2 separate regions of the Mus musculus genome follow, and region 2 is linked to region 1. The links are chromatin contacts, called in public promoter capture Hi-C maps. All regions are on one chromosome and are shown on one strand. The core of a region is the stretch at or near the end of the contact, and the rest is flanking DNA. Distances in the headings are between cores, read along the strand shown.

Region 1 (7,056 bases), core at 1,943-4,442:
CTGGCAGAACCAAGAGCACCATACACTTGTCAGGACTTGGTGTGAATCCTATGGTCTAGAACTCCCAATCACAGAGCATCTGTGTTATAGTCAATACTGGCTGGTTATTCTATCACTCTAATAACTATAGCTTATAATTTATCTTATGTTTGTATATATGCATATGTGCCTAAGCATCATTTATGTGCAGGTCTCTTGGACCTTGATCCCTTGAAACTGGAGTTATAGTATATTGTGGGCCACCACAAGCGTGTTGGGAATTAAACCCAGATCCTGTGGAAGAGCAACAAGTACTCTTAACCACTGAGCTATCTCTCCAGTTCCTATTAAAGCTATCTTAATATCTGATTTTATTCAATTTTTTTCTTTTTGGAGGCAGGCTCTCTATGTATGTCATCCTCCTGCCTCACTCTCCTGGAGTGCTAGATTACAGCCTGAAAGCACCCTAACCTGGTTCAGCACTGTGGCTTTAAGTGACATGGCCCCCTATTAAAATGAGTCTAGACTCATGGGGCTCATCACCCCCCTCAGCATCTGCACCTGGGTATCTGACAGGCACAACTGACTTAGGGTGAACTGTTCACAACCCCAAATCAGGGAGCTGCCCTCCAGGTCTCGCTTCCCACAGACAAACCACTGCCTAACAGTCCTCCCTCCAAAACACCAAGACCCACCACTTCTATGTCCATGTCATGACTGGGATGTCTCCTCCTGCCCTTGGGCTCCCAAGACCCCCTTGCCCTGTCTATGTACCTATTTCCCCTTAGTGTATACTCTGCTCATTCCCATTCTCCCATCTCAGAATAAACTCCTGGTCCTTCCTCAAGGCTTCAAGTTCACACCGCCCTGATCCTGCTCAGCACCTGGCTTAACCTGCTTAGGGCAGTCTCCAGCCTTGAATGCCCTCTTTCTGGTCACATGACTGGCTGCTTCTTGCCACTCAGGCCTAACTGAGTGTCTCTATACCAGGGAGCAGAGGGGTGGCCCTCCCACCCCATACCCTTGCCAGTACTACACAATCCAGGTTCTTCACAGAGCTTTCCAGAGTTGTCCCTCTTAAAATGTTCATGTTCCTGTCTTCTCCCAAACCAGACTAAAGCAAGCACTTCGTGGATAAAACTTGCTTGCCAGCCGGGCAGTGGTGGCGCACGCCTTTAAACCCAGCACTTGGGAGGCAGAAGCAGGTGGATTTCTGAGTTTGAGGCCAGCCTGGTCTACAGCTACTTTTTTTTTTTGTTTTTTGTTTTTGAGACAGTGTTCCAACTGCCTCTGCCTCCCAAGTGCTGAGATTAAAGGCGTAAGGCACCACTGCCCCGCCAGGGAGATACCTCTTGACTGAACAAAACTCTCTCTGCACAACCATAGGGGAGTGATGGTAACTGTAACCCTGAAAACCAAAACTCAGTACTGACTGTGGATTGTATTTCTTTTCTTAAACAGTTGACAGGAAAGGTTTTCATTTCCAAAGAATAAATAAGAGGTTTTTGTTTTTTGCTGTTGTTTTTTTTAAGAAAGTTTTCGCTTTGCCTGCACATTCACGCACTGGAGGAAGTCTCCAGCATTCTGGCATTAATTAGCACTGCCACTACAGTGGCAAGGTGAATCTTAGTCTCAAATGTCAGAAGCTGAAGTCAGACAGAAACAAGTTCCGGTGGCCAAAACAGAGTGCCTCTGCATCTCCCTGATGGTTTCTTCTTTACAAACTGACTCTCTCCCCCTCACAAACCAAACCCCTCCACCAGCTCAGGTCAGGCCTCAAGGCCAAGAACAGACAATAAAACTGAACGTGTACACTCAAACCTCCACTAAAACCTTATAAAACTTACTGTTATGGCTCAAAAAGCTAAGACCACAGAGCCAAGATCATATAGCTTCAAAGTGTTTAAGAAGAGCCAACCGTTGAACATCAAGGCCAAGTTGCAACCCTCTGTGTGACCACCACCGAGCATGGGGGGACACCACTAAAGTGGACAGTATGCACACGGACGTCAAGTGGTGGCTGGGCACCAAGCCCGCAACGAGGCCTCACCGGGACTGAAGAGCTGGGCCCAGAGGTACTGGTGATCCTGAAGCAGCTCCGAGGCGGGCATCTCCAACAGCTCCAGCATCTCCTTCCGTGCTAAGTCCTGCAGCGCCTTGAGCTCCTTGGCTCCTTTGCTTTTGAGCACCTGGGGGTGGATGGGACCAGAGATGTGCACCACCCACAGCACCGTCTCGTCCAGCTGTGTCTTGGGAGCCACCTGGAGCCTGTTCACTAACTTCTTAGAGGTCACCACGACCAAGTGCACCAGCCCCGATGGAAGGGGTGTGGACCGGCCCGAGTAGAGGAGAAACTGGTGATCTCCGACCTTCTCCAGGGTGCTGGTGAAGGATTTGGGGACTGGGCCTGCGGTGGGCCCCACAGTCTGCAACGCGGCCACGCGCTCCGTGGGATTGTTGAGCTGGATGCGCTGCAGATAGACGTGGGGTCGGCCTCGGTGCGCCAGGAAGTCCTCCTGCAGTAGCACGCAGTCCCGGCCCGACCCCGCGGAGAGCCCGGAGGCCGAGGCGGGCCCGGGGACACCAGCGGCAGGGCCCGAGCCCGGGGTCCCCAGCTGCAGGCAGCGCACTCGGCGCAGCAGGCCCTCCCGCAGAAGCAGCACCGCCTCTCCAGCCTCGGCCACCACATTCAGCGGGCGTAGCTGCACGAAGGGCACGAAGTCCGGCGTCACGGCAGGCTCCCGCTCTCCGGGCGTCACCCACAGCCGGTTGTTGGAGGCGTCCAGAGCCAGGAAGCCGTTGGCCACCAGGGCTGGCACCCCGGGGCCAAGCGGCACCGCCTCGCCGCGATCACGCAGGCCGCGCCACGCGCGGGTGGCCGCCTCCAGACAGGCAGACGGCTCGGCGGCGCCCGGCTCGCTGCGGGCCCAGGACGGCAGGTGCAGGCCGCCCGCCGCCCGCCGCGCCCCGGAGCTCGCGAACCACAGGAGCAGCACCAAGAGGCCGAGCAGGCAGAGGAGGCGGCGGGCCCAGCTGCTCGACAGCAGCCCCGGCAGCCCCTTCAGGCGCTGCTGCAGCCACATCGGGCCCGCCGCCCAACCTGCCCGCCCGGCCGCCGCCGCTCACTCCCCGGGCCGCGTCGCCGCGCCCTCCTCAACGCCCGCCGCAGCCACCCCAGCAGACACCTTCACCGCTTCCTCCTTCTTCTTGGTTGCCTCCTAGACGTCAAACGCCACCGGCCGTAAGGCGTCGCTGAGTCTTTTGCGACAAGGTGGAAAAGCGGCCAGGGGCGGGATTTGGAGAGGGGGCGGGGTCTCCTTGGGGGCGGGGCCTGGACTGAGGGGCGGGGTGGGGAAGGGAAGAGTGTGGGCAGGAGTCCAAACGGCTTGTTGGAAAAAAGAGAGCAAGAAAAGAAAGTCAGAGAGCAAGCCAAACCCAACATGTGCTGCGCCTCGTTTGCTGCTGATGGTTTCAACAGCCCTAAAGTTAAAAAATAAGAACGTACTGTTTCTGTAAACTATATTTAACTGAATGAAGAAAAGACATGGGGGTAAATGGAAGGAAAGAAAGAAGGGAAGGAGACAGGGAGGAATGAAGTGGAGGGAGGAGGGAAGGAAGAGGAGGAGGAAGGGTAGCCACTGAAAAATTATTTCCTAGGAAATATTTTGTTGGCAGCGTTTCAAACCTGCCTGGCTGCGAGTACACCAGAGTGGGACATAAATCCAGCCTGTTTCTTGAACACAGCAAGTAGTTTTCTTGATGTCAATCTTGAGTTTTAACTCATTAAATAACGCGAAACATTAAGATCTCATACTTTGACAAGACCCGGAGCATCCATATGGGGGGAAGGGCGAGGGGGGCGGAATTCATTGGGAGCACTGGAGCAGACAGTGGGGTGGTTGTTTCCACTTTGAATTCTAGGTAGACAGTGGGCGATTGTTTTCACTTTGGATTCTGGGCAATCCAGAGCCAGACGGGCTGTTGCAAATTCACAGTTGACAATTGAACGGTCACTTAAGGTGGCTTCTAGTGGGTTGTAGGCAGACAGAAAACTGTATGCTGAGGTGGCAAGCCAGTGTCGCATTGGAAGAATGCTCGTCCTGTTTTGATTTGATTTTTATTTTTATTTATCTTTGAGACAGAATCTTTCCTTTGTTGTCCAGACTGGACTTCAAACAATTCCTAGGCCCAAAAGATCCTTTCTCAGCATCCCCAGTCCCTAGAATCAAAGGCATTTGTCCAGCTTTTTACCCATTTTTATTTTCACACAAAAATGAATGCTAAGAGCCCAGCAGTGGTGGCACATGCTGTTAGTCTTAGCATTTAAGAGGCAGGGCAGGTAATTCTCGGAGTTGGAGACCAGCCTGGTCTACAGAGTTCCAGGACAGCCAGGACTACACAGAGAAACCCTGTCTTGAAAAACTAAAGTGGGCTGGTGAGATGGCTCAGCGGTTAAGAGCACCGACTGCTCTTCCAAAGGTCCTGAGTTCAAATCCCAGCAACCACATGGTGGGATCCGTAATGAAATCTGATGCCGTTTCCTGGAATGTCTGAAGACAGCTACAGTGTAAAAAAAAAGAAAGAAAAAGAAAAACTAAAGCAAGCAAGCAAGCAAACAAACACCCCAGAGCTCAGTAGCACATTTTAGCCAGTTGTTGTACACATATCTTTAATCTGACTCTTCAAGAGGCAGGGGCAGGTAGATTTTACTAAGTTCAAGGCTAGCCTGTCTACACAGTGAGACCATATTTCAAAACAAACTAAAACAACCACACTTTTTTTTTTAGCAGACTATTAGCTCAGAACAGAATATTCCTCTAGCACTAGTGATTTCCCAGAACCTTAAAGTTAAAATAAAAATCTAATGGCAAGATGGCTCAGCAGGTAAAAGCATTCGCCAGCAAGTGTGATGACCTAAGTTCTGTACCTAGGACCTATGTGGTAGAAGGAGAGAGCTGACGCCTCTATGTGCACATTGTTGTATGTCCAAATCAGAAGATGGTATGGGATCCCTGGAGTTACAGGCACGTGTGAGTTGCCAGTCTCTTAACTGCTGAACCATCTCTCCAGCTCCACTTTTTAATGGATGACAGGAGGAAACCGCATGCATGTTTGTGTGTGGACAACTTCCCATCCTGAAGTTGTCCAGCAGTTTCCTATTAAATTGGAGTCCTGTGCCTTTAACAGTCCATTGCACGTGGAGCACGTACTAGAAATACTAGAGGCAACATCTGGGCAGCAGCCACCACCTCTTGCTTAAAGAAACAGGCCACCCTACACGAAGCTTGGATTGGGCTCAAGTTCTAGCAATTTGATGAAACAAACAGGAAACAGGTTCCAAAAGAGTAAGGCCAGGCTTCACAAGAGTGAATTCTTCCTCTTGAAAGGTCAGGCAGTTTATAAAACTGATCCCTCTTTTAATTTGTACTCTGATGACTGCCCAGGAATGTTTTCTATCTGGCGTATATCGCTGTAGGCAGTTCTAGCTGGGAGCTGGCTGATGCTTCCTTACTGTGGTCCCACATCAGGTGTGTGATGCCAGGCAGATGATACTGCTTCGAGCCTTAGTTTCTTGTTTTGCAAACAGAAGTGACAGCTTTACGAGAAAGGCAGTTGTGAGCTTGGAGGAAGAGCTTTGAAAATCGAGCCAGCCAACAAGGCTGGCTGGTTCTTCCCCCATTTACACTTGTACTTCCTCCTCCAAGGGTTTGGAGATCTCAGTCCTCAACCTTCTGGGTCTAAAACACCCGGCGGATGCTGGTGGATGCTTGGCGCCAAGTCCTGTCTCCAGCTGCAGCAGCTCCTGGCTCTAAGTCCCTGCTAGGAAGCAAATGTTCTAGATTCTGCTGAGGTCGCTTCCTCTGGTTGGTCTTGTGACTTTGAGCTTGCTGCTGGATAGCCCTGGGCCTCTCTTCTACCATCTGTGAGAGTGTGAGTTGACCTCTGCACAATGAGGTGGACGCCCATTTTTCCAGCCTGTTCTTATTTCCCAGAAAGGACACGTGGTTCTTCAATTGTACAAGTATTGTACATCTTTCTCAAGAAAAAGAGAAACAAGAAAAGAAGAACGATTCCCAATAATATGACCTAGAAACGCTGCATAAGTTATGAACATGTTTATTCCACAACTTGGAAATAATCATTGCAAACATTGGTCTGTAAGTTTCCTGTGTTGGGGGTGGGTGTGTGTTGTTGAGGTCTCACACAGTCCACACTAGCCTCAAGCTATATGGTCACTAGCTCTACGGCTGAGCATGTCTTGAACTCCTGATCCTGCTATGCCTCCTGAGTGCTGGGATTCCAGCTCGCTTTGACACCTTCTTCCTCCCTTCTCTGACTGAGTCTGGCTGTGCAGCTCAGGCTGGCTTTGGACAATGGAGCTCTTCTACCTCCTGAGTGCTAGGATTTGGGCAGACCCCACCCTACCCCACCCAACCTTGTTTTGACCTATCTGCTAGGCAGAGGATCTATCTTTAACAATGAGTCATACTGAAGAGAAAACCTTTCCCACTTAGCATCCTGTAGATGCCTGTTTCCTTTGTGAAAGACCAAATCTCCCTAACTCCCTGATTTCGTCAAGCCCCTCCTCCCCCGCCCTCCCGAACCCTGCCCTAGGATCTAATCTGTGGGACTGAGATTCCAGGGTCCCTGTTTGAGCTCTCTTCTACGGCTTGACAGATTTTGTCTAAATGTAGATGTGCTTGGCTCACATCTGGACCAGGAACCCTTGCTCCAGAAACTTTTGACCTTCTTTTACTTTGTCTGTGAATGGCACTGAAAATTTTCACTCCATCCACTTAGCCCTCATTCATCCATCCACTCACTCACCCATCCATCCATCTGGCCCCCCATCATCCATCTATCCAGCCAGCCAGCCACTTACCCATCCATCCACCTATACCGCCATCCAACCATCCACTCACTCACCCACTTACACACCCACTTATCCATCCATCTAATACCCCCCCCCCACCATCACCACACACACACACATCCATCCCATAATTAACCGCTGCAATTTCCTTGACTACTTTCTGATTTCCTTCCAGGGAGCGGAAAGTTGAATTAAGTGATTCT
Region 2 (6,969 bases), core at 744-3,243, 8.3 Mb before region 1:
TAGAAAAAATATCAAAAAAAAAAAAAGATGATGCAATAAAAAGCTCTGCCTCTTGTTTGCTTGTCCCTCTCCAGAAATGCCCTTCTATCCATGGTGAGAAGGCTCTGGGTTGCCAAGTTAAGAGACAAGGATTTCACAGTGAGAGCCTAGTGAGGAAATGCCCCTTCCAGACCCTTTGAGTAATTAATTCACTTCTGGAGAAAGACACTTTTGCTGGGACCCAGTCCTTAGTCTCAGCCAGGCCCTAAAAATGTCCCCATGTCTACATATGGCTCAGGGACAGGTTAGGCCAGTTTCTACCAGTAGCAGGATGAGGCTCCTAATGGAACCAGTGAACTGCTGAGATCCTTTGGGAACAGTGAAGGAATGTTCTTACCTGGGTAAGCTGTGAAGGAGGGTGATGTGTTCTTTTGTATGTGTTCCTAGTCCCACCTGCACTAGTTCACAGAGGGTAGGATGGGGTCTCACCATTCAAATCAGCCACCTGCTGTTTAGGACATGGTAGTTAGCAAGTACACCTCATCCTCATCGGGGCTATAAAGAGGCCACTATAGGCAGGTTAGATGGGCACAAGTAATTGGAGGCTCATCTGTCCACAAAGGACATCATGTCTCAGATAGGAGGCACCCAATTTGAAAAAGCTTCACCCCCCTTTCTGCCTGATGGCTCTTTGTCTTTTCCTCTATCAGCTTACTCGGGCCTTTGAGTGCGCTTAGGGCACAAGCAAGTCAGTACAAGTCCTTCTGTGGTCCTTCAGACCTTTAAGAGAATTTGAGTGGAACCTCAGAAGACCCCCTTCTGGTTGGTGTGTTTGTGCTTATCTGGATTAGGTGATGCCAGATCTAGCAACGCTGGAGCCCACTGTGTAGATGCGACCTCAAATCTGGGTCCAGAAGGTGGAGTCTTTCTCAGGAGGAAGAGCTGCTGACACTCACACTTCACTCTGGCTTCTGGCTCAACAGCCTATGGAAGATAGCATAGTGTCTTCTCTCGTTTTTTTTTTGTTTTTTTTTTTTTCCAAAATTTTTTTCTTCACTTACATTTCAAATGCTATCCAGAAAATCCCCTATCCCCCCCCCCCCCACCCATTCTCTCGGTTTGTTTGTTTTGTTTTTGGTTTTTTGAGACAGGGTTTCTCTGTGTAGCCCTGGCTGTCCTGGAACTCACTTTGTAGACCAGGCTGGCCTCGAACTCAGAAATCCACCTGCCTCTGCCTCCCGAGTGCGCCACCACCGCCCTGCGCGTTCTTTCAACCTCCTGTAGGTCTAGTGCTAGCTTGGCTCCCGGGGGCCTCGGTTTATATCCTGCACTTAGCCAGGCCAAGCTGGGGAAGCTCTGGTCCACAGAGGGAGAGACGGAGGGGGCGGGGACGGTTCTGTAGCAAGACTGGAGAAGACTTAAGTCCACAAGGAGCATCACACTGGGCGGGTCTGGGCGCATTCGGCACAGTCACCGCTGACCGGCCATCGGCAGGGGGCGTGGCCTGTGGTGGCACCGGGACAGCCGCGGGGCCCTCTGCGCGCAGCCCTAGCGTCAGGCTGGGGAAGGGAAGGTCCGGCTCCGCCAGCGTCTCCTGTGCAGACCGGGCGAGCCCCTTGGAATTCCCAGCACGTCGCCCCTCGATTATACATCAACCTGACTTCAGCTGCATTTCCCGGTGGGAGGACAGTTCAGGCGGACGGGGGAGGGGCCCCGGCGCGACGCCTCCCCCTCCCCCAAGGCGGCCACCCACCCACCCACCCGGCCGAGCCCCCGCCCCAGCTCGGCGGGCGCCGCAGTCTCCGGGCTTTGTTCGCTGCCCGCGCGGGTCGCAGGGAGCGGGGGGCGGGCTGAGCCCTCAGGGGGCGGGGCGGGGCCGCCAGTCCCCGCCCAGTCCCCGCCCCGTCCCCGCCCAGTCCCCGCCCCACCCACGCCGTCCCCGCCCCGTCCCCGCCCAGTCCCCGCCCCACCCACGCCGTCCGCCCTCCCTCCTCCTCCGCCGCGCTGCGGTCCAGTCCTGCCCCCCGAGCGGTCCGGCCCGCGCGCTCTCCCGGCTCCCTCCCGCCGTTCCGGGCTGCGCCATGGTCCGCCCGCGGCTGAGCTTCCCGGCCCCGCTGCTGCCGCTGCTGCTGCTCCTGGCGGCGGCCGCGCCAGCCGTGCCGGGCGCCAGCGGGACGTGCCCGGAGCGCGCCTTGGAGCGGCGCGAGGAGGAGGCGAACGTGGTGCTCACCGGCACAGTGGAGGAGATCCTCAACGTGGACCCGGTGCAGCACACCTACTCCTGCAAGGTGGGCCCCGGCCGGACCCCACGAGACCCAGCCCTCTGGATTCCCAGCCCGGGGCTCCTCTCCCCCGTGGTCCCCGTCCCCGAGGCCCGCCCTTCGCGTGCCGGCCGCCCCGCTGCGACCCCGTCCCCAAGCCGTGGGAACGAACCCGGCACGTTTCTGCGGCCCCAGCTGGAGCTCCCTCGGCGACCGCCGAGCCTCCGGGGGGGGGGGGCGCTCGGGTCCCGGAAAACTCCGCCGCTCGGTGCGAAAGTTACTGCGGGGCCGCTGTGGCTCCTTTCACGGCGTCCAGGCCCCGGTTGCTGTCGTGCCCGCCCCCACCCTTGTCCAGAGCCCCTCTTTCTTGTTGGGAACAAGTGTACACCTTCGCCAAAAGGAACGAATAGGGCTCGGGGAGGCACGAGGGGGGACGAAGTCGACCTGTGGCGAGGCCTTTACCAGGGCGAGGGGTGGTCTGCAGGGAGTCAGGGGTGTGTGGTCTAATCTGCAACCCGGGGAGCCTGCGTAAGGTGCTGCAGCGAACGCGTGTCCGAGCCGGAGCAGAGAAATGGGCAGAGGGCTGTGGCTGAGTTTCCTGTGCTCGAGGCGCAGGGGCTCAAAGGACTGGGTTTCTCCTGCCATACGGTAGAATTAGCTCTGTTTCAACTGCAGCTGAATTTGAGAGCACCTTGGAATAGGTATGGGGTCGATACCCTCGGAATATCCGTTGCTGGTTCTCCTCGTCCCTCAAATCGCTTCGCTGGAAACAGGATTTGTTCTTACTCTTTGGGAATGAGAAGGATGGTGACTTCCTTCAGAGTACCGTGTGTTCATGGGATCCCCCCGCTGGGCCCCCTCCTCTCCCTGCCGAGGCACTTTGCCAAGTCCCTGCAGGATTTTCCCGACTTCCTCCCCGCTGCTCCTGGGTGTGGCTGGGGTGGGGGAGGTGTGAGAACTGTGAGCTTTCCCCCTTTGGGTTATCTCCCACAATAGTTGGGGGTGGGGGGCGCAGGTAGATAAAGTTCTTTAGGTGCTGCAAGTCTTAGGTGTCTCGCAGGAGCTAGGCAGGTGGAAAAGCTGCCCATTGTCTTTTTTGCTCCCTCCATTCCAGAACCCCAAATCCCCAGAGCGCCTCAATAAGGGGCTCCTTCCTAGAAATCCTTTCCAAAAAGTGTCTGGGGGCCCTGGACTTATCCTGTGGGCGCTGCGGGCTACATCTTCCAGCCATGTCTGTCAGAAAGGGTGCCCTCGGGGCCCTAAATAAGGAGGTGGAGGGTGGGGCTGACTTGCATTGCCCAAACTTGACTTTGTGGCTCAGAGCTGCCTCGCTGCACAGACTCAGGCAGACTATGGAGCAAAGAAGTGGGTCTTTACTTCCTGGGAGAGGTGTTGGCCCACACAAGGCTGTGAAGATCCCAGCTGGGATCTTGCTCTTAAGTCCTTTCACCTAAAGTGTCTGGTCCTGACTGGACCCTTAGAGTTGGACTTGGGCTGGATAGACCTGAGGTGGGACAATTGTTAGATGGTTAGATGATTGTTAGCCTTCTTATGTCATCCTGAATCCAGTAGGTGTCTACTGCACTGCAGCCTTGGAACATCTCTGCCCAAGGCTGGGGTTCACTGTGCACATTGGCTTGAGCTAGTGAGACCAGAGAGGGGGAAGGGTCCAGGTGTCCAGCCTGCAACCCTGTCCTCATAGGACCAATACACTTTTACTTCCATGTCCGCTCAGGTTCGAGTGTGGCGGTACTTGAAAGGCAAAGATGTGGTGGCCCAAGAGAGCCTGCTGGATGGTGGCAACAAGGTGGTAATTGGTGGCTTTGGAGACCCCCTCATCTGCGACAACCAGGTGTCCACCGGGGACACTAGAATCTTCTTTGTGAACCCAGCACCACCCTACCTGTGGCCAGCCCACAAGAATGAGTTGATGCTCAACTCCAGCCTTATGCGGATCACTTTGCGGAACCTGGAAGAGGTGGAGTTCTGTGTAGAAGGTGCGTGGTGAGAGTGTTCCTTTAAGGGCCAGTGGCTTGCTGATAGTGACAGAAATTTATGGGATCAGGGTGGGGTGCAGAGGAGAGCTTGCCGTGGGCAGGAGAGTAAACCATCACCCCGCCGCCTACCTGTGATGCGTTATTGCTCCTAGCTCCTTCTCTAGCCACACAGATTGAAAAACCCCAAGCTCTGATGTTAGCTCTTTGTTTGGTCTTGGAGCCATAAACAAAAAGGCTGCTGTCCTGAAAACAGACAGGTGTCTCTGCTTTGTCTTCCTTTTTCCCTCAGCACTCTACACTCCCCCTTCAAAGATCCTTTTCTATGGAAACTGGGAGCAGGTAAATGCATACCACTTATTCCTACAGACCTCTAAACATCTGGTTGGATTGGCTAGGCACAGGGGATTGGAAGGTGGAGAACTCTCCTGTGTGTTCCAGAGGCACACAGTTTGTGGGATTATACTGCCATCCTCTTGAAGGTGAACAGAATTACCTTGCCATCCAGGTCTCCCCTCTCTCTTCTTCAGTACACCCCCAGTTGGTGGCTGACACCTTTGGGGGTAAATGTGGTAACGAATGCTTTTTTTCCTTGCTACTACTGCACTCTGTTACCTCATGGCTGGCTGGAAGGGTTGTAGGGCTGGGGACTGAAACTTCCTTTTCAGAGCAATGGCAAGGGTCACGACCTCTGGTCCTCTGATGTGATGTGTTTGCCGGAAGACTTAAATGGCCTGTCTCTTTCTACTTTGATGCTGGCTTGACACTTGAGCGGTATCTCTGGAACCCTGTCTCTATGCTGGTCTTAGGGAAATCAGTATAGGAGGGGCAGGGCCGGAATGGAGCCCTGTGGCCTCTCAGCCAGGTTTGGCCGCTTCTGGGCTCTGAGACCCTAACTAGAGAAGAACCAGAGATTCTAGTACTATGGAAGCTCGTGCTCTGGGAAACTGGGGGGCAGGAAAAGTGGGGGAGATGTGTATGTGAGGCCAAAGATAGATATGTCAACTTGGGGTGTTTAGGGGGCTGAGGAGGAACCATAGTCCTTTGTCCCTACAAGATTAAGAGGGTGAATCATTAATAGCCGGGTGTATCTAGTAGCTTGAGGGTCTGTGACTCAGTAACTGAGGACTTCCCCTGAGATCAGAGGTCAGGGTAGGGTGTTCAGCCTATACAGAACAAGGTTTAGCCTCTCATCAAAGCCACCGATGCCCATGCTACCCTCTGGCTTTGGTGCTGGCAGAGCCCATCTGGAGCAGGACCGCTGGGAAGAAGAACCATGGAAAGGAGGCCTCCCTCCTGTGCACTTGTGCGTGGCTGACCCTAGGAATACTTCGCTCCTAAGACTCAGAGACCAGCATTTAACCAGAGCCCAGGAGTGGGAAGGGAAGGCGCAGGATGACAGATATGGGACTGAAGACTCTTAAGTAGTAGATAGAGCCAGGGAGGCTGAAGAGGTGCTTTAAGGTGTGTGAGAGGTACAGGGGGGGCGTAGGGCACGACGCCTGGGCCCCACTATTAAGAAGCCTGAAATGTTCCGTAGAATCTGTTTTGAAAGCAGACCAGAGTGCCGCAGGGTGAGTTGTCAGAACACCCAAGGAGGCGTCAGAACTTAGGATCTAGGATGGAACTGAGACATCTCTTGCCTACACCTCTGAAGGTGGCTCCATTTCCTGATCTGTAGGTGATCTGAGGCTTATCAACCTCATCCTAGATCCTCAGCAAGCTCAACCCACCAACCTGACTTCCAGTTCTTCCCCCAGGACGCCTACTCTACCCCTCCCCCACTGAGAACTGGGTGAAGTCTGGGCTACTCCTGACCTCTTGTTCACTCCAGGAACACCCCCCTGCCAGCCAGCCCCTCCCCCACCCCAGAAAGGCTCCTCCGGTCCTCTGCCTGGGGAGCCACATTCCTGGCATAGCTGGGGCAGGTATGTGCCCTTCCCTTTGCATCACCTGTGGGCAGGAGTGGCTGCTGCTCCTTCTGGAAAGGGACCACTCACTCTGATAAAGTTTTGTCAGGGAAGTGGAGAATCCTTTTACTGAGCATAGGCCCATTATTATCCTCACCCCATTGCTAGAGAAAATTGAACTGGCCCTTCTCTGAAGCCCCCAGGAGAGACACAAGCTTGGCTGGGGACCTGTACTTCCCCACTAAGAGCCAGGAGCAGAGAAAGGAAGTGTTGTCTATTCCAGCCAGTACCTGGCACAAGGACAGGGCAGGGGGCCAGGGTTGATTGAACCTGGCAGCTGACTAGCCTGGCCCTTCCCAACTCTGAAGCTGGGGTCTCGGTGACTATACTGTCAGGCCTGAGCTAGCCAGACACGTTCTGACCTTACTCTCTGCTAGATCAGCTGTCCCAGGCCTTTAGAAGGACAGAGTAGAAGAGCTCCAGGTCCCAAGGCAGAGCGGCATGAGCTCGTAAGGCTGGCTTCTGGCACTGGGATTGCCTAGGATGTTGTGACAGTCCCTAGACTGTTGGAAGGACTGCCCTCCAGGCGACACTTAGACTCCCATGGCCACAGTTCCTTCTCACCTCCCCCACATTCCTTCTGCTGAAGGGGAGGTGGCTCTCCCTTTGGACTCCAGGTTCTCTACTGCTCTGCTACTCCACCCAGAGTCCTTTGCCGGCTCCGCCCCAAGGCAGGTCCGGGCTGGAGGCTGCTAGAGCTGGAGGCTGCTTGTTATCCTACTGCTTCTTGCCCAGAGAAGGGCCTGCCCAGGTAGGGAAAGGCTC

The links. Promoter capture Hi-C pulls out the DNA fragments that hold promoters and counts their contacts.
Region 2: a contact with region 1 is called in a promoter capture Hi-C map of pre-B cells. The contact joins the promoter of Agrn here to the promoter of 2510039O18Rik in region 1. A contact is called at or near these places in 6 of 39 promoter capture datasets (cranial neural crest, frontonasal cranial neural crest, liver and 3 more).

The regions. Positions count from the first base shown.
Region 1 is chr4:147,937,031-147,944,086 of GRCm38.p6, reverse strand. 2510039O18Rik (RIKEN cDNA 2510039O18 gene) reads right to left here and starts at 3,192. Exons shown (of 3, transcript NM_029841.3): 1 at 2,030-3,192. The coding sequence starts at 3,062.
Region 2 is chr4:156,192,512-156,199,480 of GRCm38.p6, reverse strand. It overlaps Agrn (agrin), which reads left to right and starts at 1,993. Exons shown (of 36, transcript NM_021604.3): 1 at 1,993-2,267; 2 at 3,976-4,237. The coding sequence starts at 2,061. It overlaps Gm46878 (a long non-coding RNA gene), which reads right to left. Exons shown (of 4, transcript XR_003955191.1): 4 at 1-963. Isg15 (ISG15 ubiquitin-like modifier) reads left to right here. Exons shown (of 2, transcript NM_015783.3): 2 at 1-57.